2 separate regions of the Ovis aries genome follow, and region 2 is linked to region 1. A link is a contact called in public Hi-C data. All regions are on one chromosome and are shown on one strand. The core of a region is the stretch at or near the end of the contact, and the rest is flanking DNA. Distances in the headings are between cores, read along the strand shown. Region 1 holds the start of NCOA3 (nuclear receptor coactivator 3). Region 2 overlaps NCOA3 (nuclear receptor coactivator 3).

The links. Hi-C and Micro-C count contacts between places; a contact is called where the count stands out from the background.
Region 2: a contact with region 1 is called in a Hi-C map of liver, with 1.7 times the contacts expected there. The contact joins the enhancer-like site here to the promoter of NCOA3 in region 1. A contact is called at or near these places in 5 of 16 Hi-C or Micro-C datasets (blood, liver, mixed tissues and 1 more).

What each region holds. Positions count from the first base shown.
Region 1 is chr13:76,021,241-76,028,501 of ARS-UI_Ramb_v3.0, reverse strand. NCOA3 (nuclear receptor coactivator 3) reads right to left here and starts at 2,832. Exons shown (of 25, transcript XM_060397813.1): 1 at 2,647-2,832.
Region 2 is chr13:76,081,819-76,089,079 of ARS-UI_Ramb_v3.0, reverse strand. All of the region lies in intron 1 of NCOA3 (nuclear receptor coactivator 3), which reads right to left. Among named protein-coding and RNA genes, the nearest start is that of NCOA3, 60 kb to the right of the region's middle. Within about 2 kb of position 3,784, at least 35 of the 54 cell types and tissues checked have an H3K27ac peak or open chromatin away from gene starts, as enhancers often do. A contact at or near this core is called in liver, where this site is marked.

The sequences.
Region 1 (7,261 bases), core at 1,583-4,082:
AAAACCTACTAGTCTCCAAATCAAAAGGAACTTTTCTAGAATCAAACTGCTAACGCTCAAAGGACCGAATTTAAAAGAAAAAAATAAACCTTTTTATCTTTAATATGTCCCTGACATACCTGACACAGAAAGTTTATTTCAAATGACCAATCAAGAAGGTACTGGTACGTAATCACTTCAAAAACTATTTTTTATTTGCATGTCTCCTAGAAAAAGGATCGAGGGTCCTATAGAACATTCACTCTGTAGTGAATGAATTCTAGCTTGTTTGTGGGATGCGGGCTTCAACGTACGGAAATAATTTCTACATGGCAAAAAAAGCACAGAATATTCACTTTCAAAATGTATATTTAATAGAGTCATTAATCCCCTAGTCTTTAATATCATTTTTCTAATGAACTGTTAGTGTTGGTAAATTTAAAACCACCATTCTAAAACTTTTTTTTTTAATCTTGTTAATTATGCTAGGGTTGTTATGCATTTTCAATGCTTCTGGAGTGAAAGAATATTTTAAGGTGGACGTATTTCCAATAACTGTTCTACAAATATTGCAGCTTCCCACTTAGTCCATAATCCTCATGTCCAAAATGTTCTTCTATATACCAGAAGCTGGCATATGCCTTTTGAAAAATGCTAATTGGACAATTAAGTCATTTCTATCAATACATAAAATTCCCCTATAATTTGGGGTCGCTGGCAATCTAGATTACTGCTCATTTAAATGCAGAACCTGAAGGAACCTCCAGTGACAGAAGCTACTGTTCAGTATCATTTTACATGTTACAAACGGAGGCTTCATCTTACATACAAACAATGAGCCCTGGCAGGATTCTTCACCCTGAAGCCCCACAGATTGTTATTTCCTTAAGGGTGTTAGTAGATAAGGCAACACAACCAGTAAGTTTGGAAGAGCTTCTCTAGTCGCCATCAACAATTGTTGAAGATAGTAAAAAGGAAACTGTATTCCCACCCATTTTTCCCTTTCTTTGGTTCATTTTCTTTCCCTGCTTTTGCTATCCAACGGGAATGTGTTTCAAATGAAAATTCTTAAAATAATTATTCCAAACACCAAGAATGCTCCAGAAACCAGTAAGAGTTGTTGCCTCCTGGAAATGGGAACTGGAGGGTTTAGAATAGGAGAGAGGCTCATTTTCAATGTTTTTGTACCCTCCTAGTAGTCCCGAGACCAGTTAAATGGGGCATAACCTATACTAAACAAACAAGCAACAACTGAATATGTTTTCAAGAAAGCACATTTCACAAAACTTACAGATTTCTATTTAACATTTGGGTGTATGTGGCAATCACAAGACTTTAAGCTTTTTTTTGTTTTTTCCATCATCCTCTAAACAACGTGCTGCAACAAATGCTGAAGTGTTTTTGCAGCCAGGGACCAGGACGGTGGACCTGAGCCCAGGCTTTTGAATCGAGGAGATGCCGCAATCTCACTCACTACTACTAGCACTCTCACTCATCTCATTCTACTCCATCTCAAACCACTGCAGCAAGACAGCTGGGACTCGCCTTCCTGTTTCTTTACGGTACAGGCTTAATAACAAAAACAGGTTGGCTTTGAAGCGCTGCTGCTCAAAACGATCAAGAAGGAAGTCTTCACATTCGGGAGGGGGGGAAAAAAAGTTTCTACTTCAAGAGAATTTCAGACCTCTCCCTGTCTTTCCATTTGAGAAGCCCGAACTCCTCCTGCTTGTGAGATTTCGAGACGATGCTCTCTGCCTCTCACAACTGCTCTTTTGGTGAACTTTTCCACCCTGAGTGCCCTTAAACTGCCTAGGAAGCAACTAAGCCCTCCCAACGACTCGTGGATTGCTTTTGTAAAGCATGTGCAAAACCTACAGTTTCTCTAAACCATCACAAATTGAGTCAATGTACGTAGGAAGATCAGAGATGGGAAAGGGGGGAGGGGGTGGGAGAGTAACGATAAAGACAGCCCAACCCCAAATTTAATGCACTAACTTCCACTTGCCATTTCCCAGCCTTCACACCAGAGGTAGCAAAAATGCCTTTTTACTGAGAAAAACTGCTGAGAATCTCTCCGTGCCCAAAATGGAAATCCCACAGATAATCTGGGTTAAAAATACTTAAAACGCCCCAAGTGCAGGAGGAAACACGGCAGCAAAATCCCAGCCGCTTCTCGGTACCACTCGGAGGCTGGGCTGGGGCTGAGTGGGGAGCAGTGCGCCTTCCCCCCGCCCTCTAGTTCTTCTGAAGAACCGAGAGACACCGAGGCGGCGGGAGGTGGGGGTCGTGGGGAGCTTTCAGAAGCAACCCGAGGGCTGCAGGAGGGTAAAACTTCAGGGACAGGAGGAAAAGTGGACCCCCCGCGGTCTCCCCCAAACTCCTCGGAGTGACCCCCTCGGCGCGAGGACCCCCCTCGCACCCTCAAGCTAGCTGCCGCCCAGCTTCGACACCCCTCCCGCGGCCGCGGGCCGCTCAGAGGCTGCGGGAGAGCGGCGCGGCCCCGACACCCCGAAAGTGTCCCCGCGCGCCCCTCGCGCAGCGCGCCCCTCAGCGCCTCCGCGGAGCCGGAGCCGCGGGCTCGCCGCAGCCCGGGGGGACTCGCCCTCTTTCCTCCGCCTCGCCCTCCACCCGCTCGCCCGCCGCCGCTCTTCCTTTATCTCCACTCACCGCCCGCCGCCATTTTCCTCGCAGCTCAGCTTTAAATCGGAAACTCGTCGCTCCTCAGCCAGCAGCAACAGCAGCCGCCGCCGCCGCCGCCGCCGCCGCCGCCACCGACTCAGCCGCCGCCGCCGCCGCCGTCGCTGTGAAGGGGCTGAGGCGGCCGCCGCCGGGAGCCGCGGAGCGGAGGCCGACGGGACATGTAGTCCTGCGGCCACGCCCAGCACTACCGGTCCCAGGGGGCCTTGCGCGGCCCCGGGCGCTGGGTGGTCCAGCCCGGTCTGGCTTCCGCGGCGCGAGGGCGTGGCCGCGTGGACGTCAGGGCCTCTGTCACTGACTTACAGCCTGGGAGCTGCGGCGGTCCCCGGGGGTGCGGAGTGCAACCCTAGCCTGGCCCTTAATTTTTTTCATACTTGCTTTCGTCCAGTAATAACATTTATGGAGCGTTTATTGTATGCCAGGCACTGATCCTCAAAACAAGCGTCCCTCAGGGACCACTCTTAGCCCGTGTTCAAAGGAGCAGACAGGCGCAAGGTCGGAAAGCACAGGGCTGTTCATTAGATGCTAAAGTCACTGGATGAAAGATTGTTGGGCAATAGCACATTTACTGTATGTTCAGTCCCAAAGTATCATCCCACGGAGTACTCATCACCTACAAAACGGAAAAGCCTGCTTTGCACTGGGGCCATCTGGCAGACAGCACCTTAACCAAGCTATCAAATCAATCACTTAGCATCACCAATAATGGACCAAATCGACGTATATGTTTTTTGATATGATGCAATAGGAAAAACATAACGCCCCCTCCGTAGTATTTTTGCCAAAAAATGCTAACCTGAATATAACTAAAAACAAAAAACAAGCAAATACAGAATGTGGGGCTTGCTACAAAATACCAAGCCTGGACTCTTAAAAATACCACAGCATGAAAGATAAAAACCAAAGGCAAACGGTGGACCTTGACTGGATCCAGGTTTCATTTATTGTGAAAAGGACCTTGGAGGAAATTTTAATACAGACTATATAATAGACAATAATATTGAATCAGTATTAAATAACTTGAGGGACTTCCCTGGCAGTCCAGCGGTTAAGACTTTGCCCTCCAATCCAGGGGGTACAGGTTCAATCCCTGGTCAGGGAGTTAAGATTCCACACACCTTGCAGCCAAAAAAACAACAAAACATAAACAGTGTTGAAACAAATTCAACAAAGACTTTAAAAATGGTCCACGTCAAAAAATAATAATAAAAATAAAACATGTTTTGAGCATGACTAGAATAAAAGGCAATGGCACCCCACTCCAGTACTCTTGCCTGGAAAGTCCCATGGACAGAGGAGCCTGGTAGGCTGCAGTCCATCAGGTCACTAAGAGTTGGATAGGACTGAGCGACTTCACAACTTCACTTTCACTTTTCACTTTCAGGCATTGGAGAAGGAAATGGCAACCCACTCCATATTCTTGCCTGGAGAATCCCGGGGACAGAAGAGCCTGGTGGGTTGCTGTCTATGGGGTCGCACAAAGTTGAACACGGCTGAAGTGACTTAGCAGCAGCAGAATAAAATAAGTAACCACTTGCTAGCTCCACAACCCCATTGCCACCTGGTCTATTCCTGGAGCCTCCTCACTCTTCTGCCTGCTTCCATACACCACCGTCTGCATCGTGCTCTATTGCAGGAGCCTTCTCATTGCATCCATTCTACTCTTTCCCCTGGAGTCTGTTCTCAATACAGCAGCCAGAGGGATCCTGGGAAAAAACTAAGTCCCTTGAGGTTTGTCTTCCAAACTCTTTGCAGTCACCTGCAAAGCCCCATAAAACCTGACTCTGCCCTTCCCAACCCTTTGTTAAGCTCATCACCCACTTCTCATCCACTCATTACTGTATTTCAGGAATACTGGACTCTTTGGGGGTCCATCCAACATTCCTAGCACACTCTGGCCTCAAAGGTCTTGCATTTGCTATTTTTTGGGCTTCTCTGGTCCCAGACGGTAAAGAATCCACTTGCAATGCAGGAGACCTGGGTTCAATCCCTGGGTCAGGAAGATCCCTTGGAGAAGGGGAGGTTACCCGCTCTAGTAGTCTTGCCTGGACAATTTCATGGACAGAGGATCCTGGCAGGCTATAGTCCATGAGGTCACAAAGAGTGAGACATGACTGAGCAAGTAACACTAACACTACCTTGTTCACTTTTTTCCAGAAAATCCAAATCATTCACTCTCTCGGTTCCCCCACAGTCATTGTTCAAATGTCACTGCTTCAGGGAGGCCTTCCCTGTTTTCTCTATTTTAAGTTCCCACCCACTCCAATCCCAGCTTCCCCTACTCCTCTTCCTTGCTTCATTTCTCTCTGCAACACTTTCTATCATCAGAAACACCATGGAATTTTGTTTGGTTTTAATGCTGATTATCTCTTTTCCTCACTAGACTGAAAGCTCCATGAAGGTAGAGTTTTGGAGTCTTTTGTTCTCTGACATATTCTCTTAGCACTCACAACAGAGCTTAGCAATAGTATAGCGTGCTGCAATCCATGGGGTCACAAAGAGTCAGACACGACTGAGCCACTGAACTGAACTGAATATTTACTGCATAGATGAATTCACCCCCTCATCAAGCATCAGATACCAAGTACCATGTTACATGTTAAGATTCCAGAGATGAAATAAGATGACCCCGGGTGACCTTTCACCTGCACAACCACAGCTAGCTGCTCTCCTTGCCTGTCATTAGTCATCCTATAAGCCACTCCTCAGGCTTCCCAGGTGGCTCAGCTGTAAAGAATCCACCTGCCCTTGCAGGAGACACAGGAGATGCGGGGTTGAGTCCTGGATCAGGAAGATCCCCTGGAGGGGGAAATGCCGACCCATTTCAGTATTCTTGCCAGGATAATCCATGGAGAGAGGAGCCTGGTGGGCTACAGCCTATGGGGTTGCAAAGAGTCGGACATGACTGAGCAACTGAACACACACAAGCCATTCCCCACTCAGTCGCTAGAGGGGTCTTTGGAAAAACATATACTAAGTTATGTCACTTCCAACCTGAATGTGTTACAATGGTGAAACTGCACAACAGACTGGGACTCACACCCAGCCTGAACCCACCGTCTTTTCATTGAGATCACACACCTGGTCTCAGGATCTAATGAAGCACAGGTTGTTTTTGTTGTCGTCTTTTTTTTTTTTTTTTTTTTCAATTTAATTGGCTGCACTGGATCTTCTTAGTTGTGGCACCTCCATCTTCCCTGATGCTTGTGGGATCTAGTTGCCTGACCAGGGTTCAAACTCAGGCCCCTTGCATCAGGAATCTGGAGTCTTAGCCACTGAATCACATAGAAGTCCCAAAGCTCTGGTTCTTTATGTCTTGTCACAGAAAGAATACAGTGAGAGACAAACTGATAGGTGAGAAGTGGATTTATTTAGAGAGAAATACACTCCCCAGAGTATGGGCCATCTCACGAGATAAGAGACCCTGAAATATGGGCTGATTAGTTTTTATGGGCTGGGTAATTTCATAGACTAATGAGTGGAAGGATTAGTCCAACTATTTTAGGAAAGAGGTGGAGTCTTCAAGGAATTGGGCCACTGTCCACTTTTTAGGCCTTTTATGGTTAGCCTCAGAAATATCCTTGTGCTGGTAGGTGTGTCATTTAGCATGCAAAAGTATTACAATGAGCATATGATGAGGCTTAGTGTCTACTGTCTACAGAAGTTGAATCTTCTGCCATCTTGGACCCAGTTGGTTCTAATCTTTTTTTTTTTTTTTTGTCATGTTCTATGGCTGTCATTCTTTTGAAGGATATGCCCTGCCCTCTTCCCTTCTGTTTCACTCCCTCCCCTGCCCTCATACAAGGCAATGAGACCCTCAGCCCCAGCAGGGGTAAGTGTGACAGGTGCTACCAGAATATCTGCCTGCCTCAAGGAGATTGGCAACTTCCGTTTCCTTCCTCTCGGAACCTAGCTGCCATGCTGTGGGAAGCCAAGCCACATATGGAAGCCACGGGAAAGAAAACTAAACCACTTCAGTCAACAGCTCCAGCGAAGGACCCAGGCAAGAGCCACGTGAGTCAGCCTTCTTGCATATCCCAGTCTCTACAGCCCCCATCAACAAGATCTGGAAAAGAAAAATCACCCACTGAGCCCCATCAACCTGCGATATCATGCTGCTGCTGCTGCTGCTGCTAAGTTGCTTCAGTCGTGCCCGAGTCTGTGTGACCCCATAGAAGGCAGCCCACCAGGCTCCCCCATCCCTGGGATTCTCCAGGCAAGAACACTGGAGTGGGTTTCCATTTCCTTCTCCAATGCATGAAAGTGAACATGGAAAGTGAAGTCGCTCAGTCGTGTCCAACTCTTAGTGACCCCATGGACTGCAGCCCACCAGCCCTCCGTCCATGGGATTTTCCAGGCAGGAGTACTGGAGTGGGTGCCATTGCCTTCTCCGACAATATCATGAGAGATAATAAAATGATTGTTCTTTAAGCCACTAAAGTTTCCAGTGGTTTATTATACAACAACGATAACTCAAATAGTCTACATGTGTGGACTTTTGTTGAATCGTGCTTGAGAACTTTCACTAGGCAAGAAGAGTAGTCTCAAATTCTGAAATTACTCCAATGAAATTGTTTGGCCTGGT
Region 2 (7,261 bases), core at 2,535-5,034, 60 kb before region 1:
TCTTAAAACAGGTATCACAACTCATAAGGTTCTTGTGACAATTAAGTGAAAATGCTTAAATTACTTACTAGTACCTAGTATATACAAGCTCAATAAATAAAAACAATTATTAGCCAAACAAGACTATCCAACACATAGTATAACAAGAGTTTCTAACCACACAGAAATAAAAAACAGGAGAAAGCACAAACAACTTTGGTTTTTAAATGAGTTGAGCTTCCCTGGTAACTCAGCTGGTAAAGAATCCTACTGCAATGCAGAAGACCCCAGTTCAATTCCTGGGTTGGGAAGATTTGCTGGAGAAGGGACAGGCTACCTACTCCAGTATTCCTGGGCTTCCATGATGGCTCAGCTGGGAAAGAATCCACCTGCAATGTAGGAGACCTAGGTTCGATCCCTGGGTTGGGAAGATCCCCTGGAGAAGGGAAAAGGCTACCTACTCCAGTACTCTGACCTGGAGAATTCCAAGGACTGAATGTATAGTCCCTTCAGTCACAAAGAGTCAGACATGACTGAGCGACTTTAATTCATTAATTCACTCAATTCAGTGTTTTATAACTTGAATTTTTATATTCAATTTAACTAGAGGACAGTGGAGGGGGAAAAGATAGGCAAAAGTCTTGTAAAAAAAGTTCAAGGTTTTCTGGCCCTAGTTTTAAATCAAATTTCATCTCAGAAATGGTTCTTTTGTACTTCCCTGGCAGTCTAGTGACTAAGAATCCACCTGCTAATGGAAGGAACACGGGTTCAATCTCTGGTCTGGGAAGATTCCACATGCCTCAGAGCAACTCGGCCAGTACACAGCTACTGAGCCCAAGCTCTAGAGCCCGCGAGCCTCAGACACAAGAGAGGCCGCAGGATTCAGAAGCTCGCACATCTCAGCCAAGCAGAGCCCCGCTGACCACAGCTAGCGAAAGCCTGCACACAGCAACGCATGCCAGTGCTGCCAAAAATAAACAAATAAACGTAATTTTTAAAAAGAAATGGTTCTTTTGTTGTTGCTCCTTTTGAGAAGTAAGAGGGAGTTCATGGGGTGACATTAGTACCTAGAGAACAAGATGGGTGGGTAGGAAAAGGCATTTGAGTCAGAATGTACCTCATGACTGATCCAGGAAACAAGCACTGCTGCCTAATGTGAAAAGCTGGTGAGAGAGCCTACTTCACACTCAAGCAATGCTGTACTGCCGATGAGAACTACCCAAAGGAGTACTGACACAGCCAATCTGTACCCCATAACCCCCAGAACACAAAGAGATACCATCTAAAAAGTTCTCCTCTCCCAAGAAGTGTGCAGCTGGATTAGAGAGGCCCCCAAATAATCAGAGCAACGACTGGCTTCCCTACCAGCAAACTGCAAGGAGTCTAAAAAGTACTAGTCTAGTCTAAAAAGTACAATCTACCAAGATCCTGTCGAGTATGGAACCGCTGGGACACTGCAGTTGACTAGTCTAGAACCAAGATTCTGCAATGGCAACAGAGCAGATTTCCAAGGACTGTATTTTTTTGTTTGTTTGTTTAGTCGCTAAGTTGTGTCTGACTCTTTTTATGAGCGCATGGTCTGTGGCCGACCAGGTTCCTCTGTCTACGGGATTTCCCAGGCACTAATACTGGAATGGATTGTCACTTTCTTCTAGGGATCTTCCTGACCTAGGGGTTGAACCCATATATCCTGCATTGGCAGGTGGATTCTTTCCCACTGAGCCACCAGGGAAGCCCCAATTTGTCTACTAGAATTAACATAAAGGTGACTGATGAGATCCACATTATCAAAACCTGCATCACTAGAAAGCTACTGGGGGCTTAGGGAGATCAAACTGAGCTTTGTTAATAAGAGCTAGTCTGAGAAGATGTGCCTCGAGGCCAGAACAAAGAATCAAACTGGGGGAGGGGAGCTGAGAGGAAAATCCAAACTACATAATGCTGATGCTGGGAAACACCAACTGCACAAAGAGAGGCCACTGAATATTATGAATGTGTTTTTCTTTTGCTATTGAGTACGGAAGGGGGCAAGGACTCTACTATTAATCATATTAAGCTCATTATTCTCTCCACGCTGCGGCAGGCAGGGCTCCCAAGGACACCCTCCTCAGTTTCCTAAAATCATAGATGGAGATGGGGAACCACCATCTTTGGGAAAAGCCAGCTGTTGCCCACTCATCTTAAAAGCACTAAACAATCAGTTTGTGCACCAATTAAACATCCCGTTTTACTTAAAGATTATGTAATACTAGCACAAAGAACATTTTTTTTTTTGCAGTTGAGATTATTTATCAAACAATAAATATATCCTTTGTCAAAACTGTAACACCAGATTTTACTTACAACAATCAACTACAACCAATCTAATGAAAGGGGAAAGAAAGGATGTAAGTTTAATACCAATAGGAAAGTTTTAAATTATATAAAAAGATGTTACTGTTTTTAAAGTTATATAAACTTCACAGAAAAAAATAATTTTTTCTTTAAAATTTATCAGTCCATTATTTCGTGTTCAAGTAAATAAGGAAAAATGTATTTGGTACCCAAGAAAATACTGGCAATACACTGATGACACTTTCAAAAATACCCATCTTTCTGACAAGAGTAGTAGGAATTATTTCAAATTGTAACACATTCAGGCTTAGTAAAGTAAGGACAGGGTTAAAAAAAAAAAAACACTTGACATGTATTACCACCCAGCCTATGATGTACATTAGAAAAGACCAAATTGATTTATAATAACTTATTCTGAATAGTCATTTAATAAGTTTTAATAAATGTTTAGTTCTACGTAGAATCAATCTGAAAATTTAAAAGAGGCAGTTAAAAAAGAAGCTTTAGTTTCAGAAAACCTAGGTTTTGGAAGTTCAGATTCATAACCTTGGGGAAGGCATTTAATTCACTTAAATGTCTGCTCTACACCTATCAGATGCCAGGTGCTGCACAGGCCCTCAAAAGTGTAAGCAAAATTAGGACAGGAATAGCAGGTACAAACAGCCACTATAGTTTCTGAAATGAAAACTATGTTCCCTCAGTAAGTATCTGCTGAGCATCAACCCGCTACACTCTGCCAGACACACCAGGGATATAAGGAGTAACCAAAGACAAGGACAGAGTCTGACATCAGTGTCAAAGGAGAGGGAAGAGGACAGTCCTGCCATGTTCACCGGTTTCTGTGGTGACTGTAAAGCACTATTTACATGTGAATGGAAGACAAATCCAGAACCATTTACCTCATCCAAGAAAAAAAGAGGGGGGGGGGGGGGATTAGTAACAAACTTTGAATGTACAGATAATTTCTGCAATTATTCTCCATAGTCAGAAATGAAATGCCAATTGAGTTTCTTTATAACAAAAGACAAAGGCAAAGAAGAAAAAAAGAAAACTTTTGTAAAACATTAGGCATTTACGTAAAAATCATAAGAGACATAGGAAACATTAATGGGATATATAAAGGTTGCTGAATATGAAAGCTATTTTTAACTCAACACATTCGGGAATCGTGCCATATATTTTGCTTACACTACGATACTATCCACTGATGAACAACAGTAAATACGACCATTCTGCATTTTTAAAATTACCTTGAGATTAAGGAGAAAACTGAAAAATCCAGTTGGCAGACCAGTTTATTAACAAGTTCCCTATCTCTGGCTGAGTTGTAGCTAGTAATGACATGGTTGCTAAAACAGGCATGAAGCCAGCCGCTTGCTGGTGCTTGTTCTGCTTCCCTCTCCCCCCTCTCCTGGAAAAACCGCATGCAGTACTGCACGATCATACAAAATAAATACAGGAAAGGGGGTGGGAGGGGTTGGGTGGAGAGGTGAGCTGAAGCTCTGGGCTCCACCAGTGGAAGGCGTTCCACAAGAATTGCTACAGGGTCAAAAGTTTACAGTGGTTTCAATTTCACCTTTTAGCAGCCAATCAGGAAACAGGGACTGAACGCTGACCCTCAGGCTGCAAATGAACATTAACTCATTGGCTACCAGGATTGTATGTATTCCTTTTCTCGTCAGGCGTTCCTTTCTCCTTCTTAGGGGGGAATGGGGGGCATGGGAAGGGGGCAGCAGAGGAGGAGGCAAAGAACATTTTAAGTTCAAGGTGACAATTTTATTGAAGATCATGTATTTTAAACAGGTATTTGAGTGGAGAAAAATGATCAAGTCATTTTCCTTGAAATTCTCCTGTGCTGCTGCTACTGCTGCTAAGTTGCTTCAGTCGTGTCCGACTCTGTGCGACCCCACAGATGGCAGCACACCAGGCTCCCCCATCCCTGGGATTCTCCAGGCAAGAACACTGGAGTGGGTTGCCACTTCCTTCTCCAATGCATGAAAGTGCAAAGTGAAAGTGAAGTCGCTCAGTCATGTCCGACTCTTCGCGACCCCATGGACTGCAGCCTACCAGGCTCCTCCGTCCATGGGATTTTCCAGACAAGAGTACTGGAGTGGGGTGCCATTGCCTTCTCCGAAATTCTCCTGTAGTATCTAACAAACCAATTATTAATGTTGGTATCAAGACAAAGAGTGAACTTAGGCAGGTTACAGATAGATTTATCTCCATGAGGCTGCAATTCTAAGAACAAGTTACAATACAATCACAGATAATGCTGATTATGTTTCCAGTAAATAATAACTCAGATGTTGAAGCCATTATTTATCTAACCCCAATTTTTAATTTGCATAAGTTCTCTATCTCCTCTCCTAATCATTAATAAACACACAACATGCCTGTACTTTTCATACTGTACATCTACCAAAATGCAGGTACAGCTCCTAAGGTTTAAGCTTTTTTCTGTATTTCTCTTCTAAAACAGTTCAGTACACACAAATGACTCCTACACAAATAAACTCAAAAGTGAACCCCTTGGCAATAGATGCGACTGAGCTCCAAGTTTTGGGTTTTTTTATGTAAATTTCTCCCAAATGTAGAAAACATTAGCAAACTAATCCATGAAATACTCTTTTCTACATATAACACTGAGCAAGGTTAAAATAAAGATCTGTAAGACACAAACCTCAACTATCCTACATTTAAAACCTAGATTTCTTTGACTATATTAACTACTCTATCATAATGATCAGCTAAATACTAAAGAAGCAACTGTGTGAATCTGTAGTTAGGATATTCTCATAAATACAATAGGTGGTTGAAATTTTAGCAGTCCTGCTGACTCAATCTTCTGTTATATGTAGAAGTCCCTGTAGTTACTGCCACTACATAAGAAAATGATTCCAAGCAGGATATTAGTTTTCTTATCCAAACCAACACAGTAAGATCACAGTCATTTCTGAACACCCAAAGATAAACTATATACAAAAGTATCTCTCTTAATACATGTTTCCTAAAGGGCCCCCAAATAAATTCATAGTATATAAATTTTCCACAATAATTTAATGTAGCTATATATTAAATTTATAGCTTATTTTTTAAATATTTTGATATAAATATTAAAGATAATATTAAATTGTATTTAATGTAGCTAAATAGTAAATAAGTTTGATGCTAACATACAGGACTTTCTTTTTATTCAGCATTAAAACAAGTTATTTTCTAGTAACAGCTCCCAAACCTTCATGATTTAGGTTTATGCACATTTGGCCATGAATCGTCTTTACTTTTAAAATCTAGGTTTTTTTAAAAAACAAACATGTCTTACAGAGCTTTTTTAATGTATTATATTGGAGGAGTCTTCTGTGTATCTTCTTTTTACAAGATGGCCTCATTCTGAAAGAAAATGGATGCGATAAAATTTTACATCAAGTCAGCATGTTAGCAAGAAGCTTTTTGTGTGTTCTGAATTTGATTAATACAAGCCAAGGTCACTTCCTGAAAGATGCCTACCATTGCAGCTGCAGGCAAACTAGGCTCCAGTGTAAAGCTGGGGGAAGGGAATGGGTGATGGCATTTATTAACACTGAGAAGGGCTTCCACCTCCACCAGCAGCAATTACAGGGGGGGAAACAAGGAAAGCCCAGAATTCTTGGCATGTAAAGATTAAAATATCTGCACTCCTTAATATTTAAAAACAGAAATTTAATCAATATATAATACTATACTCATGTCAAAATTACAAAGATATCCTCAGTGCATATACTACACAAACCAAAAACGCCTGCAGAGGCACATACAGCCCTGGAAGAAAACAGAATCAAGAGATTCAAATTCCTCTTATCTAAAACCAACGGTGGCCTAAACATCATAAAAACAGAAACCCCAAATACAAAAGCCTGTATCGCAAAATGTTTACAAAAGTTTTGTACTGAAATCCAGTTCAATTTTCTTATCAACATGAACACAAATATTATGTCCATGCTCAAAAACATCAATATATACATCATTAGCAACCAGAACAAAACCTCTCCCTGAAGAATAACATCAAAATTTAATTGAGCTGTTACTATGAACAGCTGGGAAACTATACAAAATACATCACCTGTCCTGAGTTCCATATACATTTCAACTGGATAAAATATAGGCAGAGTCAAGGAAAACTACACACCGCTTATTATTTTCTCTATACGTAACTGGAAAAATTACACTGACTTTGTGTGTCTAATTTTTCTTACCCACCAAATGGAAGACATGCCTGAACCAAGATACTCCAGGGAGATATCACCAGCAACATACTTTTAATGGTTGTATAATAAACGTAAAACCTGGTCCTTTTTTTAATTGTCAACATGTTCAAAGCCATTATATTTCTATTTTCTACATAAATGAGAATATAATTTTTCCCTCCCTTATGCTCCCCATCCTTTCATTCTAACTTCAACAACAAAAATAAAATATTACTTGCACAAGTTCAAACAAATCGATGCTGTTTTAAGTCTTTTATCTTTCAATGACTGGCAAGAAAAACTATTAGTTAATTGGCACAGAGTATTCTGTATATGTAAAGGGCTTTTTAAAATCATCTTAGAAAAAGGAAGGCAACCAAGCAAAAAAATATTTTGAGTAGTCCTGAATCCAGATAATCTAGTAGCTGGGCCTGGCAAAGGAAAGCATTCAGAAGAATTCAATGAGACCTAATCACACGCCTTTGCGACAGAACAAACCCTAAAAATGAACATACAGTAAATTAGCTATTTATATATCTTCTCCCCAGGACAGGGGAATACATTTTTCCTCAATTTCTCCTATCCTCTATATTATTTCTTTCCATCACATAAGTTACTCCAAAAATAACTCAGAACAAAGCACAGAGTTAAACAGTAGGTAGCGAGCTTCTTGTCACAAACCAATCCGGGCACGGAAAGTGCAGTTTTCCTGGCATCTCCAACCA